2 separate regions of the Mus musculus genome follow, and region 1 is linked to region 2. The links are chromatin contacts, called in public Hi-C maps. All regions are on one chromosome and are shown on one strand. Each heading gives the region's core, a stretch centred on a gene start, on an enhancer-like site or on the middle of the called end of the contact. The rest is flanking DNA. Distances are from core to core; before and after follow the strand shown. Region 1 has its middle 82 kb from the start of Gm20125. Region 2 overlaps Gm20125 (predicted gene, 20125).

Region 1 (7,251 bases), core at 4,430-6,929, 140 kb before region 2:
AGAAAATTTAAATAAATAAGTATATAAGTAAGTCATGATTATTATAAAAACTTGGAGGAATATAGAAAACAATGAAGGTACTCTTAATTTTCACACCAATCTTATTCCATAGTCGTACTTTAAGTAGTTGGTACATCTGAGGTCACATGTGGCCTTGACATATAGTTGACTCATGTCCGCACAGGCGAGAATGGGTTCCCACATGTGCACATGTATATTTGTACATCATTCTTTTACTACAGTTGATTTACTAGGATTTGTTCATGTATAAGCAGCTTGGCTGCCATCATTGAGACTGATCTTAGATTTTTTCTTTGAAGGAAATGCCCAGGATTCTTTTCACCTTAAATGCAGCATCCACTAAACCCTGGCATTTTTAAAGCCAGGTTAAGTTTTGCTGTTTTATGAGGTAAAATGCACTCAATGAAAAACTACAATGGACATTGACAGAAGCCTGCCATAGTTTTACATGGGATGGTTTTACTTTTGTCAATTTTGTGACTAGAGCTCAGGACCTACCAGACAAGCCCATTACCACTGAGCCATCCTCCAAAATCCTAATTTAGGGCTTTAAAATTATCTACAGGAAAGGACAATTAAAAAAAATTTACAGATGATGCATGTTAAAAATGTAGGAAGACGTATTTAAAGGATTCAGAAATAATGTGAAAAAATAGCAAAACAGTATTTGGATTGCAAAAGGTTTTATTCGAATGTGTCAGGGGCTTATTAATTAACCCACCAATTACTCATAGGAAATCAATGGAGTGAAGGCGTTCGCTTTCATCTGGTGTCTATAGAGCTCAGAACACATCACAACTTTGCAGCTTTCATTCATATATGTGCTAGTGTGACTTCCTAACTTACATTCTGTTCTTTTGGGCTACTGCATGCTGTTTTACTCTCTAACTAAAGTTGGAAGGCAGCTACTAATATCTTACTTCCTGTGAAGTACTCCGAGAGGGCTTTTTCTTGACATTATATGGCATTATATATTAATAGGACATTTTCTCCTAAAATCTGATAATGTGTGTGAATTCACATTAAAGTATGGATTCAAGTCATTAAACATTGAAAATTAAGATATGGTGGTGTTCTCATAACCTCTCATAAACAACTGAGCGACTCCTGAAGGAGGCTAATTATGCAGCTAGCGCACTGGCTGAAGCACAGTCATAATCACAGGTGTTTGGAGTTTGTTGTTGTGTCCATGGCAAGCATTTGTGAAATATCTATTCATCAGGCGATACTTAGGGAGAATGTGTTTAGCCATTATAACAAGGTATATGCAAATGAGTCTCCCATGAGACTTTGCAACAAACATTTAATTAGCTATACAAAGAAACAGTTAAACACAAACACACATTAGAAAATTTGCCAGTGTGTGCTGTGAATTCTGGGCACATAATTTCTGAATGCCACTATTTGACAACATATGCCATTATCATATGCTTTTTTATAGAAATGTGTAGTTTTCTCTCAGAATTAATTTTGCTGAATTTCTTATATGTTTTACCTTAATATAAAAATCACTAGTATTTGAGCAACTTCCTGTGTATTTATAGCATTGCATTTGTAAGAAGGATAGTAAGATGTCAAAACTGAAATATGCATCTATAAAGTCACTACAAAAAGGAGAAATTCATACAATCATATCCCTTAGGGTGATAGCTGTCAAACAGTTATTTATCATTGTATATAAAAATAATATTGATTGACATTTTAAAAATTGCTATGTTTATTAAGAAACATCTGAGTTACATTTTCTAGTTTCTTGTCCTCTAATACAGATGCACGCACAGTTCTCTTTTTAAAATCATAACAAATTAAAGTCAAAATAATGTCAGTTCCTAAATGCAAAGAAAATTCTGTTATTTGAGTTTGGGTAATTAAAAATTTCTGCTTTGTATTGTCTTACTTTAAATCATAAAGACATTCTGTAGAAATACATTCAGATGAATATTTAAATTTCACTTTTGAATTCACATTTTAAAAATCATAAAAAGAAAACCCTCAATTTTCATGATTCTGTTCCATATTTGTTATTCACACATGTGCCATGGAAAGATAAAACTGTACTATGTCATAATATAAGGACATAAAAAGACATTCAGTACACGTTTCTTTTTGGGGGGGGTTAAAAGTTATAACAAGTTATAAGAAAGACAGTAGCTCACAATTTCAAGCAAGTCTACTGGTTTTGAGAATTAAAGTAGTATAATTTAGAACCATCTAGGCTTAAATTTTTACAACAATCTAAAGGTGGGTCCTCTTATGTCCTGATAACCAGGAGGCATTTTGAGGTGTAGCAGCTGACCAGCCAGCTTCCCATCTCCATTTACATCTGTAAAGCCCCCAAGGACAGAAAAGAGTCTTTTAATTGGTGATTCTACTTCAGTAGAAACATGCATTTAGGAAATGAGGCCTATACTGTTGTCTTCACACCAGGCAAATCAGCTCCTGTTGTCATGGTGATCTCCTATAGCAGGCTAGAGCCAGTGAGGTGGAAAACAAGATGGCTTCCTCATTTATTTTACCCTTAAAGAAAGTTGCAGATATCAACACATGTTTATTGAATTTAAAAAAAATGCATCTTTCACATTACAAAAATACAAATTACACTTTTATTTTGCCATTAATAAAATTCAGCTGCTTCAAAACTTCTAGAGATTATGTATGGTTTTTCAAGGTACAGAAATTAATTCCTTTCTTTTAAATGTAAATGTCTTTAGAATTACCTTTGAGCTGTGCTTCAAGAAACATGCCAGATTTCAGTTCATGTATGATTTCTATTTTATTCTGGACTAGCATGGGGCTTACAGCGTGTCACATGTTATATGTAAGCTTTATTCTGTGAGGATGAGCTGCTTCAGTGATTTCAATGCTTGCAGAAGAGGTATTTTTTTCTACTCTAAAAGAGATCACGAGCCTCAGGTTGGAGGTTGATAAAATGGAAAATTAGAGAAAGAATTGATCATAGACAAGTAAGATGGAAATCAGCTGCTTGTTATGCATAGATGAATTTTCAAAGTCCAATGTAAAAGCAGGTTTGGGCAGTTACTTTGTGTGGCTTCTGTGTAAGTTAAGGGCTTGGACACAAAGCCACCATTTCTAGTTTTTAGTCCATTGCATTTACTTTTAAACAAAATTGAACTGAGATAACCTCTACAGGGTTTTCTTAGAATGAGGAAGGAAATAAAGGATTTTAATGCAACTGCTTTGTGACTAATGAATTAATTATCTGTGACTTTTGTTATAGAGGCTTGAACGTGTTAACAAGGAAAGCAAAATATCCTCTATGTTATAACGTATATTTGTGAAAATGGTGGGAAGAATTTCATATATACATTCAATTCCTGAATGCATATGCACATTGATAAATCTTAGGTTCACTCTTGGCATGCCACATTTTGGAGAGTGGTGATTAAATGGGGTTTCATATATGTAGCTGTTCTTTATGTTAATTCACTATTTTAATGAATAGCCTTACAGTTCAATAAAGATTAAAGACATTGATGATGATGTCTATGGAATGTCTGTGTAGTTTTCCAAACTGCTCTCTGGAACACGTTTGATTGGCTTTTTTTTTTTTTTTTTTTTTTTGTAATCAAATAGTTTTACAACACAATTAGTTTAGAAAAGCTTCCATTTTGGTCACCTCTTTGGAGAGCTGTTATTGACTTGTATTTTAACGACAAAAAGGAAATTAATTTAACTTTTGACCACACCACAGGTACTGATTTTCTCTTACTTTTCTTTCTCTCCTCTCTTCCTTCCTTCCTTTCTCCCTTCCTCTCTTCCTTCCTTCCTTTCTCTCTTTCTTTCTCTCAATAATGTTAGTGGTTTTGGAAACATATTTGAGATTTTATTTGGGCCTAATTTTATTTTGCTCTTGATTCTGGTAATCTTTATTTATTTCAATTTAGTGTATCAGGGGAGAAGGGCAGGGAGTGAGGTCAAATTTAGCATATGAAAGAAAACAATTGACAGAGAGGACTACTGGAAACCCCACCCACCAAGGCCCACTTACAACAGAACATGCACACAAAGCACTGTGTGTGTGGTGCAACTGACTGATAAATGTCCCAGTCTGCTGGGCACATGGACTATTGAGCTTCTAATCTTTCTGCCTTGCCTACTTCATCTCTTTGAAGTGTTTTCTGTCTTAATATGTGCTTTTCTTCTATGTCTATCCGTGTGTCCCTTCCAATTTCTTGTTTGGGGAGACGTGGATCTGGAAATTCCTGTGGGTTTCCATTAAACCCCAATAACTACAGGTATCATCAGTACATGGAATCAGTTTGCACAATCTTGACCCATAGGGCTGCTAAGTAGATAGTCCTTATGCTGTAGGCATGAGCAAAAGCATATTTATGAAAAATATACCTTAGAAACCTTAGACATTGCCTCCTGTGCTTTGGGAAACTTGTCAACTTTTCAAACATGTCTCACAATATCAGGAAAACATAGCATGTATCACCTGGACAGAGAGGCGATAGGCCAAATTAATTTGCTTTAATAGGTCCAGTGACACTTTTCATGTGACTTGTGACTACTGAAATATTTATTGGGGACAAATGACAAGAGGAAGATGGAAGTGCAAGATGATGAGATGCATAAAGGTCAGGAGAATTCTCAGGAAAGTGGAGAGAAAGGCCAAGGGAAAATCAGTAAGGCTGTGAGCGACAGGGCTGAAGTATGAGGTAAGAGAGAACAAGAGGAAATAATAATGGTTCACAGACCCTAAATAAGTGTTTGCAGAAACCTATACGGATGTCTGTGTGCAAGAGACTTTCCTAGGTCTTTTGGTATTGTTTTAGTTTATTTTTTGTTTTGTTTGGTTTCTTTTGTTTTTATTTTTCTTGGTGAGACAAGCAGTTTCAAAGTTGTCAACTCCCTGTGCATTGATCATGTGACTTTCTGGCTTTTGGCCTGGCATTTGTCATTTTCCCTGTGAGAGCTTTCAGTACAGGCAATTCTTACTGAATATCTTACTTACTATCGCTTTAATCTATAGCTCATTCTAAGGCGTAGGAAAACCAATGCAGAAACCAGAGAAGAGTCTTTTAGCACCTAGGCAGAACCTATTCTACACTGTTAGAAAAGTCAGGCCATCAATATTTTAGCTTCAGCTAGATGTTATCAAAGTTGGTTCATCTTTGATCTTAAATTCTCTGCCTTCTGTAGTATTAGTGCAGATGATTTGCCCCTTTCTGAGGCTTTGTCATAGCCTCAACATTTTCCTTTCTGATTTCCTAGATTAAAAAATATCCTAGCTGGGCATGGTGGCACAGGCCTTTAATCCTAGCACTTGGGAGGCAGAGGCAGGCAGATTTCTGAGTTTAAGGATAGCCTGGTCGACAAAGTGAGTTCCAGGACAGCCAGAGCCATGAAGAGAAACCCTGTCTCGAAAAACCAAAAAGAAATATATATATATATATATATATGTCCTTACTTTCACAATTAGCTGAATAGACTCCTTTCTTTGAACTGAAGGTGAGGGAGAAAGGAAAATGTTAAATTGTCTCTTTTGCTTCAACATATGAACCTACAGTTAGCCTCAGTGTTGAGGTTTTTTTTTTTTTTTTTTTTTTTTTTAGCATCTGCTGCTCTGCTCCAAGCAGCTCATGTTTTCCCAGAGTGAGGAGAATGAGTTATGCACACAAATGTTCAAAGTTACCTCATCGTATCAGAATCGTGGGGGGTAGGGAAAGACATTCCTTTGCTGTGAATAAGTAGAAAGAGAACTTTTGCAAGCAATAGCTCTCAGAATGAAAACGTGAATGGTGACATAGTTGGTTTGAGAAGAAAAAACTATAATGAAGGAAAATGTTTAGTTATTTGTGAAGATAAGGTTTTAACAATTATGCCACATCTATTTAAATAAGACTCAGCTACTGGCTTCATAAGTCTATTTCTACCAGATTGTATCTATGAATTATGTTGTTGAATCTAGAATAGAAACTGATGACAGCTGAAGTTTTTGTGAAGCTGACCTCTTACACTATTTAGTTACTTTGTCTTACTATACTTTGTATTTCTGGACAAAAAAAAAAGCATAGTTTGCCTTTTAACTTAACTATGGTTTAAATGCTTGCTTCACCGCGAGGGAACACACTCCAAGTGTGACTGTTGACCCAGCTTCACCTGGACCTGGAGTGCAACATCTTGACTATGGGGCTAATTAAAAACATTGAATGGCGTTAATTCAAATTGGGAAGAATTACAGTTTATGGCAGAGGGAACTAAGAGTCCTAGGGAAATGGGTAAACATCAAAAACAGTTCTTAGACTTCAATTCAGAGAAGGGTGTCTTTCAAGCCTTTTAATTCAACTCAAATGCCTCGTATGTCAATGAAATGTGATATTCTTTTAAAGAGCATTAGGTTGAGTATAAAGAAACTTTCAGACTCACCAGAGAGACCTTTCATTAGTGGTTCTTTTTACAACATCTGGCTAGTGATTTTTAATAGGCTGAAATTAGTGTCTTTTTTCTTTCAATTTTCTATGCTAAAACTATTAGGACGCTTACTTGTGGTTTAGAAAATGAAACAAAAGTTGTAATACTTGCCTTACTTAATAGTCCTTTGTAATTCATGTGGAATATAAAAAACAGTTTTTCTGTCCTTGGGAAAATTGAACTCTAGGCTGCAAGTAGCTCTCTCTCTCTCTCTCTCTCTCTCTCTCTCTCTCTCTCTCTCTCTCTCTGTCTCTCTCTTTCTCTTTCTCTCCCACCCAAGATACAGAGGAATGGAACACTTTTTGTTAGCAGGGCACTCCACTACATCGGGAATTATAAAACACAAAACATAAAAATTTCTTAAGAGATTCTGTGAGACGAATCAAAAGAGATATGGATCCCTGCATAGTAGCCCATACCAGTAATCTTAAAACTCAGAAGGCTGAGGCAGGAGGATTGTTTAAGTTTGAGGTCACCTCAGGGCTTTTAGCAGTAAAAACCTGTCTGAGACAGAGAGAATGAGAAAGTGAGTGAGAGAGATTTGAATCTCTCTCTCTCTCTCTCTCTCTCTCTCTCTCACACACACACACACACACACACACACACACACACACACACACACACCCCGCGCACTCAGCAGCAAACTCTAGGAGCTCTCAGTAGCTCTTGCAGAGAGAAGTTAGTTGTGCCAGAGATACTGTAAACAGACCTATGAGGAAGAGGTAAACAAATGAACTGTTCAAATGAATCACAGGGTCCACAGCAATGGCTGCAAGCTGGTAAGTGGTAAAA
Region 2 (6,359 bases), core at 1,651-4,150:
TGAGCAAGAAAGTTGTCAGCTAATTATCTTAAATAAATATTTCCCCATTTATATGGAAACACACCAGCACAGACACACCACAAATATATTGCTGGGTGGTTCTGATTCTTTGAAAACTGAGAGAAATGGTGGGAGGAGCGAATAAGCTTTGGGAGTTTGTGTTTCCAATCAGTTCTTGGTGCTGCTGGCCTGAATCCCGTGCTTTGTATGTGACGATCACAAAGCCTGACTTTTAGGAACTACATTTTTCAGTTTAGACTTGGATATAAAATTGCTGTGAAACCTTAAGAATGGCGTGAAGTCTGTAGATTAATTTTCTCATTTATGATGTGCAAATGTTGGATATCTATGGTCATCCCAGCTCTTCCTCTCACAGCTGTAACTCTGTGATACTCTTATTCCTACCTCAGTGCCCTAGGATTGGAGGGCAATGTGAGGTAGGGCTAGTGAAGCTACAATTCATGGTGTGTAGTCCTGTTGGTAGCTATTCTCTGGTTTACTATGTTTATCTCTAGCTTGATTTTGTAAGTTGTGTAGATAGCTATTGATGCCCTGTTTCCTGAAATCTGAAATCTAAGTAAAATAATCAATCCTATGACCTTTTAGGCATTGTGGTTTTAATAAGAAATGTCTCCAACAGGCCCACATATTGTGAACATATGGCTTTCAGTTGGTGGTACTGTTTGGGTGTATTATGGAACATTTAGGATGTATATATACCCTTGCTGGATGGGAGATATCACTGGGGTGTGTTGCAACACCGACTCTGTGTGTTTATAGCCTTACCACATTTCCGGTTTTCTCTCTCTATTTTGTTTTTGTGGATTAATATCCTCCCTCTCAGCTTTCGGGCTGCCATGTTTCCCATATCATTACTAACTCTTTCTCTGGAGCCATAAGCCATTATAAATCCCATCTTCCATATGTTACTTTTGGTCATGGCAGTTTATCATAGCAGGAGAAGAGTAACAACCACAGGCTTGGATGAGAAAACACCTAAGAAGTTGATTTTCTGATTTCCTGTTTCCTTGTAAGGGACAGACCAGGTCTAGTGATGTGAAATAGCCTCCTTATGTCTCTGCCTTACTATCCACACACATGCATTATAATGATTGTAAAATAATCTTTTATTATAGTGAAATACATTCACATATTTACATCCAAAAACCTGGATCCTGTACCTTAGTTATTCCATTAAGTCCTTAGGAAAAACCTGAAATTGTAATGTGTTAAGGTTGTGCTTCTATTTAAATGCCTGTGTGCCCAGGAAATGAAAATGTGCTGTCAGGTGCAGGAATTCATTCTGCCAATGTGATCAGCTCTTATCTTCTGGACTTGCTTTCTAAAATTTCTTCCATAACTGAAAGGTGTAATATTTTTAGAATGTTCCTTTTTATTTATATTTAAGTGTGTGCCTCAGTGTTCGAGTGCCAGTATGTGGCATCAGATTCCCTAGATCTGGAGTTACAGAGAGCTGTGAGATGCCAGACATGTGTGCTAGGAAGTAGTTTCAGGTCTTGCTCTAATCTACTAAGCTATTTCTCCCAACTATGCAATATTTTATAATAATGCAAATGTTTCTCTTTATAGTACAAAAACAATAAATCTTCAGGTAGGCAAGTTTAAATGTACAAAGGGATCAAACAGCAACACAGGTGATCTTGATATAGGGATCCTTATTCTGTTCCTTTCCCACTGGGCTACTGTTCTATTTTAATACAGTAAAATGATGGGTTTAGTCTTGAGGAGATGCTAATATATTATTTACTGGCGATTCTTTGGCTAGGCTTATATGAAAAAAGCAGAGAAAGTATGACACTCTGGGTACACGCATCTGCTGCTTTGAAATATACCAGAGGTAACTAGAGTCCCTGTCTTTACCTGAAGCCCCTAGGAAGCTTTTATTCATGTCAGTGGGACTGTATGTTCACATACGTGTATTTGTTCATGTATGATGTATGCATATTTCTGACTCTGAGTCTGTGTACATTGGAAGTTGAGGCTAGGGAATAGGAGGAGAGGACAATTCTTCAGGGATTATGCATTTGAGTGCATCCTGACCTTTGAGTCATGGCTTTATTTTCTCAGAGTCAAACACTATTTTGTCTAATATCTCACCCTTAAGGAAACTGCCTTAAAGGGGTTCTTGGAATAGATGCCCTTTCATGTCTAAAAGGCAGGGTTGTTGGGGTCACAGGCTAGGTACAAAGTAGGAGGGATAGAGGACACAATCTTTGAAACTATGGGAACTGAGTTGAAGAAATTTTCTTCCCCACATTTGTGAGTATGGGTAGAAGAAACTCATGAAAGGGAGAAATGAGTGTTATCTGTTGTGCAGAACTTTGCACTTTTCACAAGTTTATTCATTTATTTTAATTTTTCCAGAAGGAGATATAAGAGAGAAACTGTGAAAGCTCTAAAGTCAGTTGTTCCTCATCACTCACCATATCAATAGAGCTGTGTGTGCTTTAGCCAGGGCACATCTACTTTTCCTGAACCATTAGTCATTTTTCAGAATTTCTGATAACTTTCTGTTCTCTGAAACACAAGTAGTATCTTTCATCACATGACAGAAAGCATGTCAGTGGTTTGGTTTGTGGTTGAGTATTTGGCTTCTACGATTATCTTGAAATTCAGTTTTACAAAGTTCAGAGCTGAATGGCAACCAAAGAACACAAGCTCGTCACGTTTGTACTTTCTGTGTTTCTCCTGGCATCGTTTTTTTTTTTTTTTTTTTTTTTTTGGATCCTGAGGGATAGCAACTGGAACCAGACCTAGAGCACTCAGGCTTAGCTAAAAACTGCAGGTTCTTGCAGTTAGCTGTGTTGTTTCAGAGTGCTCCGACTTTCATCAACTGATTTGCATGAGGAATTAGCTTCATGTGGTTGCAGACTTGATATTCTTCCGCGTGTGCCTGCTTCACTCCCATAAGAGTGTTCCTCCACTTGTGTGCCTGCTTCACTCCCATAAGAGTGTTCCTCCACTTGAAACGTGGGATCAGCTGCATCTCTCTGGCCCGCTATCGAACCCTGACAACATAATGGGCTTATTCTGTAGTTAATTCACAATGTCTGGTTTGTCTCCAGCAGTTTACCAGATGGATCTCTAGGCATTCTCCTCTCAACGTCTTTATTAAATATTTATAGGGCCAGATTGCAAATGGTCCTAGCTTTGCCCCTGGAGGTATGTAGAGGGATCTCTGGACCAAAAAGGATGATGTTGGCCAGTTGACGGGAGGGAGACAAAACATTTTCTTCAAAAATTTGCAAGAAACTCACTGAATCACTGCCTTACTCATGGGAGTGAGGTCATAGGCATACTGGCAGCTTTCCTCATTGTAAACAGGATGTTACCTTGCAAACAGGAAGCTGTTAACACGAGATGATAAACATGTCTGTTATCATCATAAGTAAACCTGAGCATTTGGTGGCCAGTTTCTTACTCCATGAGGAATGAGTACTAGTGAGTTTTGCTTAAGTAATAAATCACTGTATAAGAAGATTTGTCAGAAGAAAATGGTGGGAAGCTCTTGAAAAGCAAATCTGGGAATCAACTAGTCAAAATACTACTCAAGGGCCATGGAGACGAGGGCACTCAAATAAAATGCCCAAATTATTCACCTGTCTACTAAGTTGAAGTGTGAAGAACTTGAGAAGTTGCTAGGAAGGCTCACTTAGACTCAGAAGAGCCCTGATGTCATCAGAGATGGGCAACCCCTGAAGAGGTCTTTAGTTATAAGTAATAAGGATGCTCTTTGGCCTGTGGTCCTGGAAAGGAGATTTGCATCCCACGATCGGATGGATGTAATGCTTCTGCAGTAGATGAGGAGACCCCAACACACCCTGCAATTGAGCTGGATAGCCTTAGCTGTTCATGTTTTTTTTTTTTTTTTGTCTTTGGGCAGTCCCCTTTGAAACTGTCCCAAAGATGTGAATCCTCATCCAGGAAAATTTTATTGTGCCAGTTTATAACCACATTCTTAGCATTAGCACCACAAGATAAATTATAAACCCTAGCCTTTCAAGGTATTTATTTCAGTGGTTCCAGGAAATCTTTCAAAAATTCTTATTTAACATTTTAAATGATTGTACTAATTTGGCAGCGCATGAAAACACAGAGTGGCCCTTTCATTTGGGTAATTCCCTGAATTAAGCCAAGTTATGACACCAAATGCACTCTGTGGAAAAGAATGTTTATTCTTGCAAATGCTGAACTTGATGCTCCCACTTGAGCCAAGAAAATTCCAAGCTGTTCTTCGGTACCACGAAGAATCTCTGTTTCTAGTTCTGTTGAAGTAATTGCTTTTCACCAGTCTTCTGAGGGAACCATATTAAGAAATGTAGAAATGTTAGGAAAGAAATAGATGCTTGATTTGGCCTTGTGTTTGAGAGAGTCATGATGGTGCCAGAGAGGAGTAGAATTATAAAAGAACAACTTAAGAGAGGTTCCTTAGAAAACTGGGTATGATGTGGCCAAAGGCAAATACATAGGTCAGGACAGACTGTGACTAGAGAAGGCTATAGTCCCAGTTTTCTTTCAGGCCTTTGTTTAAAAAAAAAATACACACTAGGGAATTTTCTAATAGATGCTATTCCTTTTTATATCCAAAATTATAAAACTGTTGGAAAAATGATAACTGTAGATGCTCAAGGAGAATAAGACCAGGATGCATTGATGCTCTCAAGAGAGCTAAGTTTTGTGATTAACAGAAGGTAGAAATAATTAGTGGTTGCTGTTAATGATGTATAATGATCTCTGGAAATATTCGTCTATTTTGGATATGGTAGCTATATCTTAGCACTAGTGTATTGTGGGTAACAAACAGGTATTAACTTTGGCTCCTACTGCAGAAATGACTCAAGCAGTTGAATGTATAGGATCAAGCATCTCATTCAAACTCACAAAGAGAAAATGCTATGCTTCAGGGAAAGGTGGCCAGGTACCATATCTTTGTTGACAACACATATTTCAAAGGTAAAAATCTAAGGTCCTTCCAAGTGTATGTGTAGGATTTCAGAGTTTCTTCACTTTAGGTGCTATAAAGAAAGGTAAATGTTTTACATACGAAATGTGCTACCTGTTGCCTTCAACACACATCTGCCATAGTTAACACATATATGAATGTGACCCAACACTTTTATAGAGGACTATTTCCTGTCACAATAACAAAAAGTTAGACAAGACCAGCACTGTGTAATGTCAACACCATTTGCTCTTCCTGCATGAACTCTGAGAACTCCTACTTAGAGTTATTGACCAGAATAAGTAGCTAGTTGGATAACCCAGGTTCAATAGTTTTGTGGCGTGTTGAGGCTGTGCCTTGTTTGGATTAATTTTGCTAATCTGTCATCACATAGTAACTGAAGCTGTGCATCATGGTGTTTTCTATAATGTTATGTAAAATCTCGGATGTGGAAGAAGCAGAGATTTTCCCATCTGCCCACATTTGAGATGTGTGGGAGCAAATGCCAAGACGTATATATCTATTAGAGGATTAAAAAAAAGTAACAAAACATGTGGTCATATTGTTAAATGTATTCTGGGGCTATGGTATTTTTTTTTACAAGCGTAGCCTTATCATTGAGCAAACCTTTGGATCTGATTTTTGAAGCAGAGATGAAGTTTTCTGTTACATAGGAAGAAAACCACTGTGGGAAGTCAACTTTATTGTCCACAAAATCAAAGCAATAAAATTCAAAAAGTGTTTTCTTTTCTTGAGTTGTTAAAATTCATAACTTCCAAAAACAGCACATTTTTTATTTTTCTCCTCTCAGAGTTCACCAAGTAAGACAGACTGTGCTGGGCCATTACTGTTCTCATCAGTTTAGATTTATATGATGCATACACCCAAGTGAACATCTGGACAGTTAGTGAATACATTTCATTTGAAGGTCCTTGTAGCATGTCTTTTTTTCCCCTGTATATAGAACACCCCTTTGGAAAACAACATAAATAGGAAGATAACATTCAGCTCAAGAGAAATATTTTTAAAAGTAAGAATTACTAGAAACAGGATTATTGAGAAATTTTATTACACACAATAAAGGTATAAGCAGGATCATAAAGCACCCTAAGGATATAAAATGTGCTGACAATTTGGGCTTTATCTTGCATCCAGGAAGACAGTGAACTTGAACTCATTTGTGACTTCCAAGGCAACTAGCTGTAACCACAGTGTCTAGTGCCTCTCAGGCCCCAGAGGATATTTTTCAGCCTGGATAAGTATTTCATAGAGACATTTAAGCCAGGCGCTTTATGTAGTAGGATTGGTGATTCAGTGTATGGCATTTAACAGTGTGAGTCAGAATTAAATGGATGTCTCACTATTATAGTTGTGGAGCTAATGGAAGGGCCACCTC

What was found. A called contact is a pair of places that touch in the nucleus more often than the background predicts.
Region 1: a Hi-C map of the C2C12 cell line shows a contact between it and region 2, with 2.4 times the contacts expected there. The contact joins two enhancer-like sites. A contact is called at or near these places in 2 of 484 Hi-C or Micro-C datasets (the C2C12 cell line and nephron progenitors).

Annotation. Positions count from the first base shown.
Region 1 is chr10:17,174,024-17,181,274 of GRCm38.p6, reverse strand. No RefSeq gene overlaps it. Among named protein-coding and RNA genes, the nearest start is that of Gm20125, 82 kb to the right of the region's middle. Within about 2 kb of position 5,679, at least 30 of the 459 cell types and tissues checked have an H3K27ac peak or open chromatin away from gene starts, as enhancers often do. A contact at or near this core is called in the C2C12 cell line, where this site is marked.
Region 2 is chr10:17,035,097-17,041,455 of GRCm38.p6, reverse strand. All of the region lies in intron 1 of Gm20125 (predicted gene, 20125), which reads left to right. Among named protein-coding and RNA genes, the nearest start is that of Gm20125, 58 kb to the left of the region's middle. Within about 2 kb of position 2,900, at least 26 of the 459 cell types and tissues checked have an H3K27ac peak or open chromatin away from gene starts, as enhancers often do. A contact at or near this core is called in the C2C12 cell line, where this site is marked.